Regions from separate parts of the Mus musculus genome. Here regions 1, 3 and 4 are each linked to region 2. A link is a contact called in public HiChIP or PLAC-seq and Micro-C data. All regions are on one chromosome and are shown on one strand. The core of a region is the stretch at or near the end of the contact, and the rest is flanking DNA. Distances in the headings are between cores, read along the strand shown. Region 1 overlaps Pik3r5 (phosphoinositide-3-kinase regulatory subunit 5). Region 2 overlaps Ntn1 (netrin 1). Region 3 overlaps Stx8 (syntaxin 8). Region 4 overlaps Stx8 (syntaxin 8).

Region 1 (3,411 bases), core at 733-3,232, 150 kb before region 2:
TAAAGTTCCGGAAGGCACTTGGATAGTGGCTGCAACTATCTTGGGTGGTGTTTGCATGGACCTGGAACAGCAGTGTATGTGTGTTCATCACCATAAGACTGCAAAGGGGAAAAGGGTCATCGACCATTCCGGAAGGTGCACCTGCTCTCTAAAACCAAGGGCTTGAGGGACCTGAAGACATTGTCTGAGGATATGAGTCTCCTACCAGGTGAGATACCACCAAATCATACCCAATTCATCAGGAACATTGGCAGGGAACAGGGAAGAGGCAGAAGGACAGCTTGCAAGTCCACTGTGTGGGTGGCAGGACACTAGAAAGACAGCTGGGCTTGAACAGTTTTGTTACTCTGAGTAGGTAACCATCAGGGTGGGCAACCCAGCAGTAAGAGGCAGGAGGCTAGACCACCTCTGTGGGACAGTAGTGGAGTAGGAGAAAAAGATGGGCAATTAGTGACACAGAGGAGTAGAATACCTTGCCCAGGTTTACATAGCTCAGAGGTAGTATCTTAGTTTGGGTTTTACTGCTGTGAACAGACACTATGACCAAGGCAAGTCTTATTAGGACAACATTTAATTGGGGTTGGCATATAGGTTCAGAGGTTCAGTCCATTATCATCAAGGCAGGAGCATAACAGCATCTAGGCAGGCATGATGAAGGTGGAGTTGATGGTTCTACATCTTCATCTAACGGCTGCTAGCAGAATACTGGCTTCCTGACATCTAGGATAAGGGTCTTAAAGCCCACACTCACGGTGACACACCTACCCCAACAGGGCCACGCCCTCTAATAGTGCCACTCCCTGGGCAGAGCATATACAAACCATCACAGGTAGCAAAGCCAGAATGCAAACCCAGGACGTCTGGGTTCTTAACTCTGCACACATTGCCCCTCAGCAAATCAGATGCAGTTTAGAAAGGAAAGAAAACCAATGCACTCCAAGGGAAAACTCAATTCTTGGGATTTTTCTTAAAGAGGTTGGCATTCCCGGTTGCTGGTAATCTTGAACCCTGGCATGTCTATCTACACCAGTTGCCCAGTCCAGCCTACCTCTTCCAGAAAACAGACCCCCTTATTATTCAGAAGAGGACACCCTGTGCATGGTGGCAACCTGGGCCCTGCCTCTCCAGCCTGAGGAAAGGATAGAAGTGTGAACTGGCTGTTAAGTCGCCCCTCTGCCCAACCCCTGAAGTGATGGACAAGCTGGTCTTGCTAGGAGGCCAGTGTGAGTCACCTTTGCCTTACACTGTCATGATGCAAAGGTGAGTCACGAATGAGCCTTCTCAGCCACCGTGTTTTCTTCTGCCATGCCTTGTCCTTACAGGTATCAGAGTCCAGTGTCCTGGTCTGCTGCTAGCAGCCTTCCCCAGTGTCAGCAGCACCCTTCTCCAGTACCTGCTGATGCATGCCCTTCCATCCTTCCTCCTGTAGACTCCTCGGTGCTCCCTGGCTCTAAGGAGACAACCAAGGTCAAGAGCCAGATATCCTCCAAGCCCAGGGCAGAGTCACTGATATGCTGGGCTCCCTATACTATTTCTGTCATCTAGGCGTTGGTCCATGCTCTTAAGAGTTAGGACCTGGGGCTGAAGAGATGGCTCAGCGGTTACCAGTACTTACTTTCCAAAGGACCAGGTTTCAATCGCCAACTCTCACATGTGCCTTGTCACCACCTGTATCTCTCGTTCTATGGATCCAACAACCTCTTCTAGCCTCCTGGGCAACAGGCATGCACGTGGTATGCAGACAGATATACGTACAGACAAAACACCCATAAACGTAAACACAAATAGATGACTTTTTAAAAAAAGTTGGGACCTACTGAGTGCTTGGCCTGGGAGCCTGAGGGAGGCAATAGAGGTCCCGTGGGGGAGCCCCTCGGTGAAGTACAAAGATGAGAGTGGGGGTGGGCTCATCTGGAGCCTGTGGGTGAAGTCAGCCCTTGTGCTCCACGCTTGGCCATGCACGAGGTTCGCTTTGTCAGGATGACTCACTGACAACTGCCATTCCTTATGACTTGTGGGCAGAACCCCATTGGCTCTGGGGAAGGGGTGACAGTAGACAGTGGGATGAGACCTTTTTCAAAAGCTTGAAAAGCAAGACCTGCTCCGTTCAGTATCGGATGTCCAATCCTGGGATTCCCCTCATTAAGAGGAGTCCCCTTTATAAAATTCCAGCTGCTGCCAGGCAGGCTCCCCTGATGGGCAGTGTTAAAACATTAAACAATGGCTTTTTCCTTTTCAAGTTCCTCTTCTGAGCCAGTGCAGAGGGCTGGCTGACCTTACTGAGGAAGGCTTGCCCTCAGAGACAGTGGAAGTCTGAGCCCAGACTCACTTGCTTGGATGGGAGCTCCCATCCTCCCGATGGTGTGAGTCACCTCAGCTCTCGCTAACAAGTTAATTTGAATTACTTTTCTAATTTCTCCCAGAGTTACTGGAACAGGTTCTCAAATATCTATTTCGGGAACTCTGGTTTATCAAAAGTTCAAAATGTATTGGTGAGGACAGGAATTCCCAGGTCATTTTTTCAATGATTTCTGAATCATTCTGGGGTCGGTCATATGCCTTCTCTTCATATTGGATCACTCACTCTATTGCCTAAAGTACAGGTTCAGGTTTGTATTACACATTTTATGGCCGACTTCTGCTGCTGAAATCATTGTTTTGGACACTCACACTAGGTATAGTTACTACGGTGATACCACTGTGTGGACAGCAGCTGAAAGGCTGGCTGGTCTCATTGCTCACGACTGCTTGGCTTTGTACTCTGAGGTTCTTCATTTCAGTTCATTTCTGGCTCAGCTGGGTATTCTGAGTAATGGCAGGCCAAGTGCATGGCTAAGCTCTGAGGTCTTGTAAGTCATATGTCTTTCAAAAACTACAGCGTTGTCAGTGGCGGAGCTGCTGGCTTTTATCCTCGCCCCTTCCTGATATATTATAGAAACTGCAGTTAGCAACAACAGCAACAACAACAACAAAAAAATACATGGCTGTAACAATGAAAATACTTAGAGAATGTTGTTGGATAAAAAATAACATAGAAATTAATATTTCTCAATTATTTCTTAAGATTTAGTTTACTATTATACGTCAGTACACTGTAGCTGTCTTCAGACACACCAGAAGAGAGCATCATTACATATGGTTGTGAGCCACCATGTGGTTGGTGGGACTTGAACTCAGGACCTTCAGAAGAGCAGTCAGTGCTTTTAACTGCTGAGCCATCTCTCCAGCCCCATATTTCTCTTTACATTAAGATATGTCCTAGGGGGAAGGCCCCACTTATAATAGCATCAAGAGAAATAAAGATAATAAACTTTAAAATAAGCAATTTTTATGAATAAAACTTTTGAGAGACAGAAAAGACGAGAGCAAATGAAAACCCACATCCTCTCATTATGCAGAAAGATCCAGAAC
Region 2 (3,757 bases), core at 473-2,972:
AGCAAATAATGAGAGCCAGCTGTATCTTAAAGAACCCACTTCTGAAAGTGATTATAGAGCGGGATTGGGGAGAAATGTCCTGAGATTGGCAGCCTCACGTTGCATGAAGAAACTTTGTGCAATTGAAGCAAAGGTTGCTCTGTAGAGGCCCAAGACCAAAGGCAGCCAGGCAAGAGAGAGGTAAAGACGGGCAAGAATAGAACAGATTTGAGATGGTAAAAACCCAGTCAAACCCTGTAGAGCACACAGCAAGAGGCAGATAGATCTTCAGGGATATTAGGCTGGGCAATTCCATAACCTACTGCTTGCCTGGTATGCACAAGATCTTGTGTTCCATCCCCAGTAACATAAAAATAATAATAAAAAAAAGACTCTTCACTGAGGCATGGTTTATATAATAGCAAAAGTGTCCAACAATGGGGATGTAGTTAAGTCGACTCTAATGTAGCCATAAAATGAAATATGTGTGATTCAGCTATTCAGATGTTGTGAATTATTTCTTGACTTAAAAGGAGTAAGACAGGAAAGGCGGGATTTAAAATAGTGTTTTTTTATTTCTTATAAAGATGCATGTGTATTTATTTAGAAGAGATCTGTGTGACTCTACTAAGGCATTTACAGATGGAGTGAAAGTCACTTTAAGGGCCAGGGGTGTGGCTCACTGAGGGAGTGCTTGCTTAGCATGTCTGAGGCCCTGGGTTCAAACCATAACATGAGTATATACAGTGGGCTCTCTACGGTGGCTCAGGAGGTAAAGAAAGCCTTACCACTAAGCCTGACAACCTGCGCTTGATCCCCACCATCCACATGATGGAAGTAGAGAACTGACTCCCACAAATTGTTCTCTAACCTGTGCATTATGGCATGTGCACAGTGATACACACCAGATAAACACAATTTTAAAAACACAGACACATATTTTGTATAGTACCTGGTGTTTTAAGTAAAAATAAATAAATAAATAAATAAATAAATAAGAGACAAATGATGATTCCCTGGGGCCCTTCCTCCTCCCAGTTCTCTCATAATTACTGGCCTCATCTGTCTTGTAGTTTTAGAAATTAAATCATGGTGCCTACCTAAAGGACATCTGAAGGCAGACTTTGCATTTTCTAGAACTTGTCACCTTAAGAAGTGTGTGGGAAATGCTCCCTGTATTTTTCTTGGGTAGATGAACTGTGAGTGTGGAACCCTATAAGAGCCCTATATGCTCTACAGTTGGGCCCCAACTTAACATCCAGCTGCCAAGCTTGAGGTACCCGAAGGTAGAGGAAAGAGCCACTACCCATTCATAACGCCATTCAAAAAGCAGCTTGAAGGCTATTCACAAAGTCCTGTGAGTCTGAGGTGGGCTGATTGGAAACGGAGCTCATCTAGATGTGTTCTCTAAGCCTCCTAATGCATGGAGCACGCCCCTAGGGCTCTCAGGGTAGGCAGGCATCACAGTGACCCAACTGTTTTCTGTCTCAGAGCTTGTCTGGAGAGTCTGCTGCCCTGTCCACATGTCCAGTCCCAGGAGCCGGACAGATCCCAGCAAAGGAGAAGTATAGGATCGGTGTGTGGATGCTGGCACCCTCATGTGCCTTGCTGGTGCTAATTCGAAAGCCAGCTTCAGATGTGCTTCTGTGGCCTAAGGAGGAAAACAGCAAACAGGCAGGAGCTGAGCTCAGTGCCCTGACTCATTCTTCCACGTGGGGCTGGTGACACAAAGCTCTGACATTTCCTGTGGCCACAGCCCCCAGAAACAACTAGCAGGCCCTGGCTGAGGTCTGTCTGCCCTGCAGGGAGCTTACTGCTCTTGTCCTGCCTCAGTGTACTCTGGGAGCCTGCAAGGTTATCAGAGCCCAGTACATACATCTTCCAAGCTTGGGGGTGGGAGTGGGGTGGGGTGGGGGGAGGACTGCGTGGGACCCTTTCTTGGCGAACAGTGGGAGATTTTTCCTCTCATAAACAAAACAAACATGAGCCGGAGGGGTGGTGGCCCCAGGGGCAGGCTGGGTGGCCCTTTCCTTCAACCTCTGCATTTGTTTCTCCATGGGGCAGATTGTGGAAGCCTCTGAGAGGTTGGAAAGCCTCCCGAGAGCCTTCTTAGTCGTCATTGCATTTGGTTAACTGAGCATATCACCTCTTGTTGTTGGCCAGGGCTCTGTTACCGTGGATGAGACAGCAAGTTGTTTAAACCCATATCCAGGAGGCAGGTGCCTCTGCAGAACACCCAAGGGGGCAGGCACTCCTCCTCGGTAGGCAGGTGGGGTAGAAGGAACAGAGCCCTTACTACCATGAGGAGTGGAGTCGTGGCCCTCACCCTGCCAGCCAGGCTTCTGGGGCCTTTCCTAGCTGTTGATAAACTGTTGAGATAGCTGTGATGGTGAGGGACTCCTCCCTAGCGCCCACCCCCTCCCGTCCCAGTCTTTTCTCATCTTGGTGATTGCCCCCTGTCTCGTTTACAAAGCTTTTCCAAGCTTGCTGGAGAGCACTGGGCTGCCAGTGCATGCCTCAGCTAGGAAACCAGCGAAGGCTCTCATCCATCACGTGCTCATTACCACTCTGGAAGGCCTCAGGAGGTCAGCTTCCACTGGCCTCTCAGCGCTGTCTGCATTGTGCTGTTGGGGGCCTGACTGCCCTTTCCCAGAGATGACTGTAGCTCCTCTTCAGAAAATATGCTGGGAAAGGTATTCTAAAGGCAGCCAAGAAGTAGAAGGCAGTAGAAGTAGATCTTGCTATTCAGGTACATGGATCAGAGTTAAATATTTTAAGGAATAGTACATCCTATTTCTCTGATATGGATGTCTTGTCTGCTGTCAGGGAGGGTCTGTGGGGACATTGCTATGAAAGTGTGCACTGTGACCCTCTGTGGCTGGGGGGCTGGGTGGAAGAAGCCCTGCAGAGTGAAGGAGTGCTTTTAGGACCTCCCGGATCAGACATGATGTTATAGGAAAATATGCTTTGGCTGAGGAAATAGAGAGAAAGCCGAGGGGACAGAGCAGGAGGCTGAGGACATAAAGCAGATTGTCATCAGGGGATGAGCTAAGATGCTGGCGGGGGGGGTCCAGGGAAGATGATGGAGGATGGTCTGTATCCAAGAGGATGGCCAAGTGATGGAGCATTGGGGTGTTGGTGGTGGGGTGGCTAAGGATACTGTGAGCCTCAAAAGCACAAAGGCCATCATTCAGGCACTAACCCACTGGCCTCTGGCCTCGCCTTTGGCTAAGTGAATTGTTTCCTGGAGGCCCCAGCCATGAGGGGCTGTGTCCCCACGGTGTCTACTCAAAGTTCACAGTAGGGAAGAGGGAGCTGTCTTATCTGTGTCCCCTTGGTAGGGGGGGGGGGCTGAGGTCTGCCCCTTTGTGTGTGTTGCATGGTAGAAGCCAAGAGGGACCATAGCCTGTGTCTATGGGCAGGGAGTCCATAGACCATAGGGCCACACTACCAGGCCACTACAGGTATGTATGTGACTTGGACCAGTTATTGAGGTCCTCTGTGCCTCAGTTTCCTTACCTATAAAAGGGGAGAGAGTTACAAGTTGTGTGCTATATAACTAACTGTGCAAAGTAGGCAGTTCAATGGTGTTTCATATATTCAGAGTTATGCAACCAATTTCCATCATCCACAAACAAGCCTCGTATGTATTAACAGTTATTCTCCATCTCCCCTGCCCTGTCTCAGCTCCTGGCAACCATTATCTACTTCTGTCTTTGTGGATTATGGAATGTCATACTAATGTGATCCTCTGTGACTAGTGGTTTTTAACATCATG
Region 3 (3,711 bases), core at 869-3,368, 240 kb after region 2:
TCCCAAAACCTCGCTGGGCTGGCGAGAGGATAGACAGCACGGGGGAGCATACAGGTGTCGTCCCCTCCCCCGGCTGGCTGCAGTGCTGCTTTCTGCTTGTGTAGTGGCACACACTCTGAAGTCCTTTTCTTTTCTCTTATTATTATTTTTGGTTTGGTTTGGTTTGGTTTTGGTTTTTCAAGACAGGGTCTCTCTGCATAGTCTTGTGCTATCTGGAACTCACTCTGTAGACTAGGCTGGCCTTGATCCTCCTGTCTCTGCCTCCTGAGAGCTAGGATTAAATGCGCGCACTACCATCGTCCAGAATTATTTGTAACTGATAATAATCATCACACAAGTGCCAGGAAAGTCATCTTAATTTATCACGGACATATACATCACAGGGCAAACCAAAGCCATTAAGGAGGCGTCACCTCCCGATTCTCCACCTTGAGCTTATCTGAATGAAAACTGCATAGTGTATTATACACTTTCTCCTAACATTGGGAGGTTTATCCTTGCAATTTATTACTGAGCAGAAATGAAATTTAAGTCAAATAAGTATTTTTATACAAGTCAGCATGGTGTTCTACTCCAGTGGAGACCCCAGCCACCATATATCACAGAACACTACAGAGTGCCATGCTCTCGGCCACGCTCAGTTACTGACGTCTGTTTTCACAGATGTCCCAGAGAAGCCACCTGAAAAGCAGTGTACGGCACAGCTGCTCTTGGCTGGGAGCAAGACATACTTGGAAACCTTGTTTCCTAAGTGTTCAAACCCAGAGCAAGTTTCCCAAGTACAAATTAATTACCAAATTCTATGTGTTGACAAGCAAACACTCAACTGTTTATGCTTCAATTCAACAAAGGAAATTTTAGCATATTACTCTTGAACCTCTAAAGCAAACAAGCTCCATGGATAGGATATACTTTGTTACAACCCCCCTTAAAGTGCTTAAAAACATTTTAATCCTGAAATCCAGCATGTAAAGGGAAACCCAAAAGATCTACATATACAGTTTAACAAAACAGTTACAAAGTGAAGACTGTGCAACTATCACACGCTGGCCCAACTTGGCAGCACCATACTGGACTCAGCCTCGTAAAACTCTACACTCATTCAGCCAATAAGCAATCAACAAACATCTGCAATATGCCAGGCAGCGTGTTAGATGCACATTTGGACACTTGGCCAGTATTACTTACTAGCATGTTTGCTCAAATCACAGCTACCACAGAGTTCCTGATTGTCACTTATCTCAGTTTCAATGCAAATAAATACACAACTTATCATATGGACAAGGAACATTTTGCTCCAATAAATCTATCTGGGAGGCTTGAACTCAAGGGATATTTAAGAATATATCACTGTGGAAAGAACCACAAGAAAGGGCTTGATGGCCAGTACCACTCAGATGTGAACTTTTCTCTCTGACCTACACGAACAGTGACTGATTAACCCTTGAGGTTAGGCCTCTTCCTCCACAACAAAGGCCTCTCCACGCGGGAGCTGCTTACAACTTTCCCAAGCACCTTGCAGAGAGCTTTATTTATCACGCCAGGATTAGATCTGAAAAAAGCATTTGTTCCACTATAAAGACAGCAGAAATCCCTGGTTAGAAGACTAATGTTCTTTTAACCCGAAGAAAAACCGAACCCATGGCTCTGCCCGAAGAGAAATAGTTTTGCCTTATTAATCACTAAGTTCTCAAGTCAACTCAGTGTGTGAGAGCCTCAGAAGCAATTCAGCTGTTTCCACATCGGAAAGTTCCAACAGCACATAGTCCAGGATAATGTTAAAACAATACACACGGCAGCACCGCTTCCTTACTAGGCTCCATTTCGCTGGGAAAGGGGGAAATTTAAGCCAAAGGATAATTTACATGAAGAGTCTACAAAGGAGGATGTATGAGATGAGTCACTAGAATGTGGACAGAAAACCTCTTCTAAATTCTTTTAGGATCCATGCAATACACAGAGCAATAGTGTATATAACTTTATAAGAGCAATTATAAAGAATGATCTAGAACTTCACTCACAAATACTTTTGTTTTTATTGGTGCTGGTGATTAAAGTCAGGGCCTTGTGTGTGGCACGAACAGATACTATCACTGAGTCACACCTTTGGCCACATCTCAAGATTATTACTAATGGGATGTGTGACTTAACTATCCTAAGGGGATCTGGGAGCCTCGTAATTGTAAGCTCCTGAGTTTCTAATCTCAGCACTGGGAAACAGGAGAGGGAAGAAGGGAGGGAAGAGGAAGAGGAGGAAAAGTTGGCAGCTAATGCATTAAGAGTGGTGAAGGTTATCTATGAAAGAATACACACACACACATACACACACACACACACACACACACACACACACACACACACACGAGTCTAAAAGGTAAATATCTTTGTCATTATTCAAGCAAGTGTGAGAGTCCTAAAGTCAACAGAGAGTGCTGAGCCAACCTCAGCTGAAAAGCCTGTGAATGCTTAGAAGCCTTGGTGCTCTTCTCCCTCACGGCCACTTCCCCGCCAGCTTGCCCTCTCATTCTATTAAGAGAGTCTCTCCATTTGGAACTGTGCCCAATCCTTTTTAAGGGGAAAATTTAAATGCACATACAAAAGTAACGGTAGGGGTAGGTGGAAAAGACCGCAATCCCATCCACCTTACAGGGTAAGGCAGGGTCGGCGCCTCCTCCACAGTGAAGAGGCTTGCTTAGATTACTGGGATAGTTTCCAGGCTAACTGCTCTCCCACTCCAAGACTTCTCATCTGCTCAGTCTTCATCCCCACCTATCCTATCCCCAATCACTATCAAAATTATCTTTCACATTGTAGTAGGGCTGGTAAACTGCCTACAGAGCAAATCTGTCTATCCCCTCTTCTCTCACTATAAATAAAGCTTTATACACTACATTAGAATGCACCTGCATTCACTTATTTACATATCAACTATGGCTGCTTTGCCACACCTTATAATGTGAATTGTTCTTTTTTATCTTTTATTGAAGTCAAGTCAATACTACATAGAAGTAGTACTTTAAACAATTCAGGAGCATTTAGTACATTCATAGTAGTGATCAAATACTAGGTCTAGTTTCAGTCTCTTTACCCCCAAAGCAGTTCAGACCCACTGCCCTTTCTTCCAGTTCACACCCACTGCCCTTTCTTCCAGTTCACACCCACTGCCCTTTCTTCCAGTTCACACCCACTGTCCTTTCTTCTAGTTTATACCCACTGCCTTTTCTTTCAATTCACACCCACTGTCCTTTCTTCCAGTTCACATCCACTGCCTTTTCCTTCAGTTCCTGGGGATCGCCAATCTAGAGTTTTACAGCTATGCATTTACCTATTACAGATATTTCAAGTCAATGGGATTATACAACATGTGAAAGACAGTGTCTGGCTTCTTCTACCAAGTACAATGTTTTCATGTTCTTCTACATTGTAGAATATGCCAGCAGCTATTCCTTCCATCAGCTGAATAAATACTTCATGGTGTGGAGGAACCACATTCTGTTTATAGACAACTATGTCTACTTTGACACAACTGCAATGGCCACAGATGTGCCAGAGAGCATATGGCTGGTCCTGTCCTGTTGGCTCTGACCCTTAGCCAGAGAGTTTGCTGACCCCTAAACTGTGCTAACAAATCTTTATCTCCCAGTAGTGGTTTGGAGGATCGGTGTGTATTTTAGGCAGGTAAGTATTACCAAGTGGGTCCTTGGATGGAGA
Region 4 (3,660 bases), core at 674-3,173, 220 kb after region 2:
AGAAGACAAAAGCCCACCACGTAAAGGCAGTACACTGGCAAGGGAGGCAAGGGAAAGCCGTGAGAAATACTGGGTGCTGTCAACTAGTGGACTCTAGAGTTCATAAGTTTTCTATTCTCATAAAATTTCCTATTTTAATGTCAATAGATCCTACATAAAGGCAGTACATATACTATATATTTTTAGGTGAATTTTATGGTTTTTTTTGTGTCATAATGGACTCTGGAGCTGTAAAATCATTATGACTTTACTATTACTAATAATACTTAAAGCCTTTTTTTTTTTTTTTTTAATAGTGAGCAAAGAACTTTTCTTTCTTTTCTTTTTTTTTTTTTTTGAGACAGGGTTTCTCTGTGTAGCCCTGGCTGTCCCGGAACTCACTTTGTAGACCAGGCTGGCCTCGAACTCAGAAATCCACCTGCCTCTGCCTCCCAAGTGCTGGGATTAAAGGCATGCGCCACCACTGCCTGGCAAGAACTTTTCTTAAAGCTACTAGTTCAGGGGCTGGAGAGATGGCTCAGTGATCAACCACCTTTGTTGCTCTTCTAGAGGACCCAAGTTTAATTTTTAGCATGGAGGCTCCTAACTGCCTGTAATTCTATGCCCAGGGTATCTGATGCTTTCTTTAGACCTCCATGGGCACCAGGTGTGCATGTGGTGCACATACGTGTGTGTGTGTGTGTGTGTGTTTGTATGTATAGTGAAACACCCATACACACATTTAAATAAATAAAAATTCTAAAGTTATTAGTTTAAATTCCTACCTATGGGTTTCCTATTGCAGGGCACCTGGTAGGAACTCCTGCAGTGCTTCTGGAAGCCACCACTCTGGAAGCCACTCCATGGGGATGTCCCCTTGCCTGTTCACACCTTACACATGGTGGGGCGAGGGGAGGCAGTGAGCAGGGGCAGGTTAGGCAGAAAGCAAGGACCCCTGTCATGTTTTCTCCGCACCTCAAACCAGAGCCTTTCATCTGGGTCTGAAATGTGCAACAGAGGCCTGTGCTAAGACCCTTCCCAACTGCCAAACAAATGGACAGGGAGCTCTGTGTACAAAGAGCCAAGAGGTGCAAGAAAGAGCTCAAATAAAGGAACATCCAAGGAATACTCCCAAGACGAAGCCATTAGACACTAAGTCAGTGTCACAAGCTCAGACCTACCAAAAGGCAACAATGTCACACCCTTGACAACACTAAGACAGAACCCTGACTGTTAAAGAAACAAGGAAGGCAGTTACTGTACACTAGGGGCGAGCTTTAGGAAATATGCCCCAGAAGACAGAAAAGGGCATAAAAAGGACGAAACATGTTAGCAAATAAAACTGAGAGGTGGGGGATAAAGAGCTGGGAAGACAGATGAGATAACCATCAAGTAAAAGAAAGAGGACTTTTCTCTGATGTGGTAAACACTGAGTCTTCCTGTAGGAACAACCAAAATGTAAGCATTAGGTATCCGTCGTGGACAGTGTTTATCATCTGCAGAGATTGCGCCTGCGGTTCCTAACATTCAGAATACAGATACAATTCTGCAAGCATTAGGACAGCAGCAAGGGAGGAAACTCCCCAATAAAGGAAGGACACGATCTATCACACAGCATCCAGGAAATACCAGCAAACAATGGGGTAAAGAGATGTGGGGACAAATGACTGTGATCTGGGGGGACTCAGAATCTAGCCACTCGAAGCCTGCATCTGCACTAACCACAGTACCAGCCACTAGGGAGACTGAAGTGAGGTGACAGCTTGAGCCCAGGAGCTGGAGCCACATGGGTGACATAGGAAGGACCTCTATCCAAAACAAAGAAACCATCCTTGAGGGGCTATGGTGTACTCACAAAGAAAGAGACCGCAGGCAACTGCACACGGAGTCAGAGACTACTCGCCCATCTCTGGAATGCAGGGAATGAGGTCATAGAAAAGGCATGAAGCGGGATCAAACTACACAGGTTTGCTAAAGTGCTTAGTGCCTCACAGGATGCAATCACTCACATCTTCTGGCTGTGGCAGGCAGCCTTTGGCCATCGTGCCTCTTAGCCGCCATTCCGTCCCTCCTGGATTTTTATTCTTCCCAGGCTGCACTTGCAGTGAAGTTTGTGGGGTCTGTGGCAGCATCAAAAAAATTGTCTGAGTCGCTAGCTGACTACCCATCTTTAATTTCCATATATTTAAAACCACCAAGAGCTGCCACATTTTCAAACTCCAGCAAGATCACCTGACTACTTTTTTTCCATGGCAGATGCTTTTGTTAGTAACTAGAGCATCGTGTCAGAACACAAAGTGAGTGTCGGCAAGACCAAACAGTAAATACCACATGCTAAACTCATTCCGATTAGCAGAACTATGTGGCGGAGAGACTTTGCCTCACGCTGCACTAATGCTCCCCGTGTGTGGATGGGATCTGTTGGGCCAGCTTCCATTTGCAGATTCCATTTGCGGATTCCATTTGCAGAGAGAGTGACAGAAAACATGATAAACGAACAGTATGTCATAACAAAGAATTACACGGGTGTATGTGTATATACAAATATTTCTGTTTCTATGTCTGTATATGCATGCATAGATTTATATGTTAGAAAGCATATTCTAAATTTTTTGCAAACATACAACATTTATGTCTGAACAACATGTCAGAGACAATATTGTAATATCACTTACAAAGGACATTTATGTACCACACACATACCATTTCCCCACCAAAATATTTTTCAATATTTTCAGTCAGGGGTTGTGGCTCATGCTGATAATCCAAGAACTTAAGGGCAGGATTGCCACCAGTTTGAGGCCGGCCTGGGTTATACAATGAACACCCTGTCCTTCATATTGTTTTCAGATAATGAAGAAATGAATGGGGAGGAGGGGACTCAAGTTGGTTGAGTCATTATATAATAACAGAAGCTATAAATCACAGTAGTCAGTGATACCACAGAGCTTGAATCCAGGGACAGCACAGCCATGAAACTAGGAGCTAATTAACATTTCCATATTGGTTGTGAAATACAAGTAACTCCAATCCACAGTTGAGTCAATTATCACAAAGTGTGTATTTTTTAGTGTCTGTGTAGTACTGAGGACTGCACCCCAGGACCTAGAGCACACAGGACAAGCGTTCTGCCACTCAGCTCCAGGCCCAACCCTAATAATCAGGATGCGGCTATCCCAGTCACATTTTACCTAGGCCAAGAAAGGAGGCTGGAGAAACCCTAATATCATCCTCTCCATCCCACTCCCCCTAATTACTACTTCCTTATCTCTCTCTGAAAAGTAACTCCTATTGTGACTTTCAAAAAACACACAAAAAGAAAAAAAATCTCACCTGTTTGCACCTAGTTTTGTCTTCTGTAAAAGGTCAAAGATTTATTCTTTGCAACCCCCTATGTAACAGATAATTCAGGAAGAATCACTAGCTGACATTAAAAATTGATGGAATAGCGTCTTTAAAGATCAAGTTTCATTGTATCAGTTTATAGTTAGATCCCTATAGAATTGCTACAAGCTTGGATTTTAACCTAAGCAGGAGCTAAACAACATAAAAGAAATCCACACTGAGACAATTGTAACAAGTAATGAAATCTAAAGTCAAAGAAAACTTAAGAGAGCCAAAGGAAAGATACACAGGTGTGGTTTTCTCAACAGAAATCACAGAGGCCAGAAAGAAATGCAA

What was found. A called contact is a pair of places that touch in the nucleus more often than the background predicts. HiChIP or PLAC-seq counts read pairs in DNA pulled down with a chosen protein or histone mark.
Region 1: a contact with region 2 is called in a FOXA1 HiChIP or PLAC-seq map of pancreatic cancer cells. The contact joins two enhancer-like sites. A contact is called at or near these places in 1 of 115 datasets of contacts at active chromatin or transcription factors (pancreatic cancer cells) and 1 of 9 other capture datasets (pancreatic islet).
Region 3: a contact with region 2 is called in a FOXA1 HiChIP or PLAC-seq map of pancreatic cancer cells. The contact joins two enhancer-like sites. A contact is called at or near these places in 2 of 115 datasets of contacts at active chromatin or transcription factors (the NIH/3T3 cell line and pancreatic cancer cells).
Region 4: a Micro-C map of embryonic fibroblasts shows a contact between it and region 2, with 5 times the contacts expected there. The contact joins two enhancer-like sites. A contact is called at or near these places in 1 of 15 datasets of contacts at CTCF or cohesin (the NIH/3T3 cell line) and 1 of 484 Hi-C or Micro-C datasets (embryonic fibroblasts).

What each region holds. Positions count from the first base shown.
Region 1 is chr11:68,466,977-68,470,387 of GRCm38.p6, reverse strand. All of the region lies in intron 1 of Pik3r5 (phosphoinositide-3-kinase regulatory subunit 5), which reads right to left. Among named protein-coding and RNA genes, the nearest start is that of Pik3r6, 34 kb to the left of the region's middle. Within about 2 kb of position 1,982, at least 53 of the 459 cell types and tissues checked have an H3K27ac peak or open chromatin away from gene starts, as enhancers often do. A contact at or near this core is called in pancreatic cancer cells, where this site is marked.
Region 2 is chr11:68,312,001-68,315,757 of GRCm38.p6, reverse strand. The region is part of intron 2 of Ntn1 (netrin 1); the gene reads left to right. Among named protein-coding and RNA genes, the nearest start is that of Ntn1, 73 kb to the left of the region's middle. Within about 2 kb of position 1,722, at least 96 of the 459 cell types and tissues checked have an H3K27ac peak or open chromatin away from gene starts, as enhancers often do. A contact at or near this core is called in the NIH/3T3 cell line, embryonic fibroblasts and pancreatic cancer cells, where this site is marked.
Region 3 is chr11:68,070,773-68,074,483 of GRCm38.p6, reverse strand. All of the region lies in intron 6 of Stx8 (syntaxin 8), which reads right to left. Among named protein-coding and RNA genes, the nearest start is that of Stx8, 110 kb to the right of the region's middle. Within about 2 kb of position 2,118, at least 21 of the 459 cell types and tissues checked have an H3K27ac peak or open chromatin away from gene starts, as enhancers often do. A contact at or near this core is called in the NIH/3T3 cell line and pancreatic cancer cells, where this site is marked.
Region 4 is chr11:68,088,299-68,091,958 of GRCm38.p6, reverse strand. All of the region lies in intron 6 of Stx8 (syntaxin 8), which reads right to left. Among named protein-coding and RNA genes, the nearest start is that of Stx8, 120 kb to the right of the region's middle. Within about 2 kb of position 1,923, at least 71 of the 459 cell types and tissues checked have an H3K27ac peak or open chromatin away from gene starts, as enhancers often do. A contact at or near this core is called in the NIH/3T3 cell line and embryonic fibroblasts, where this site is marked.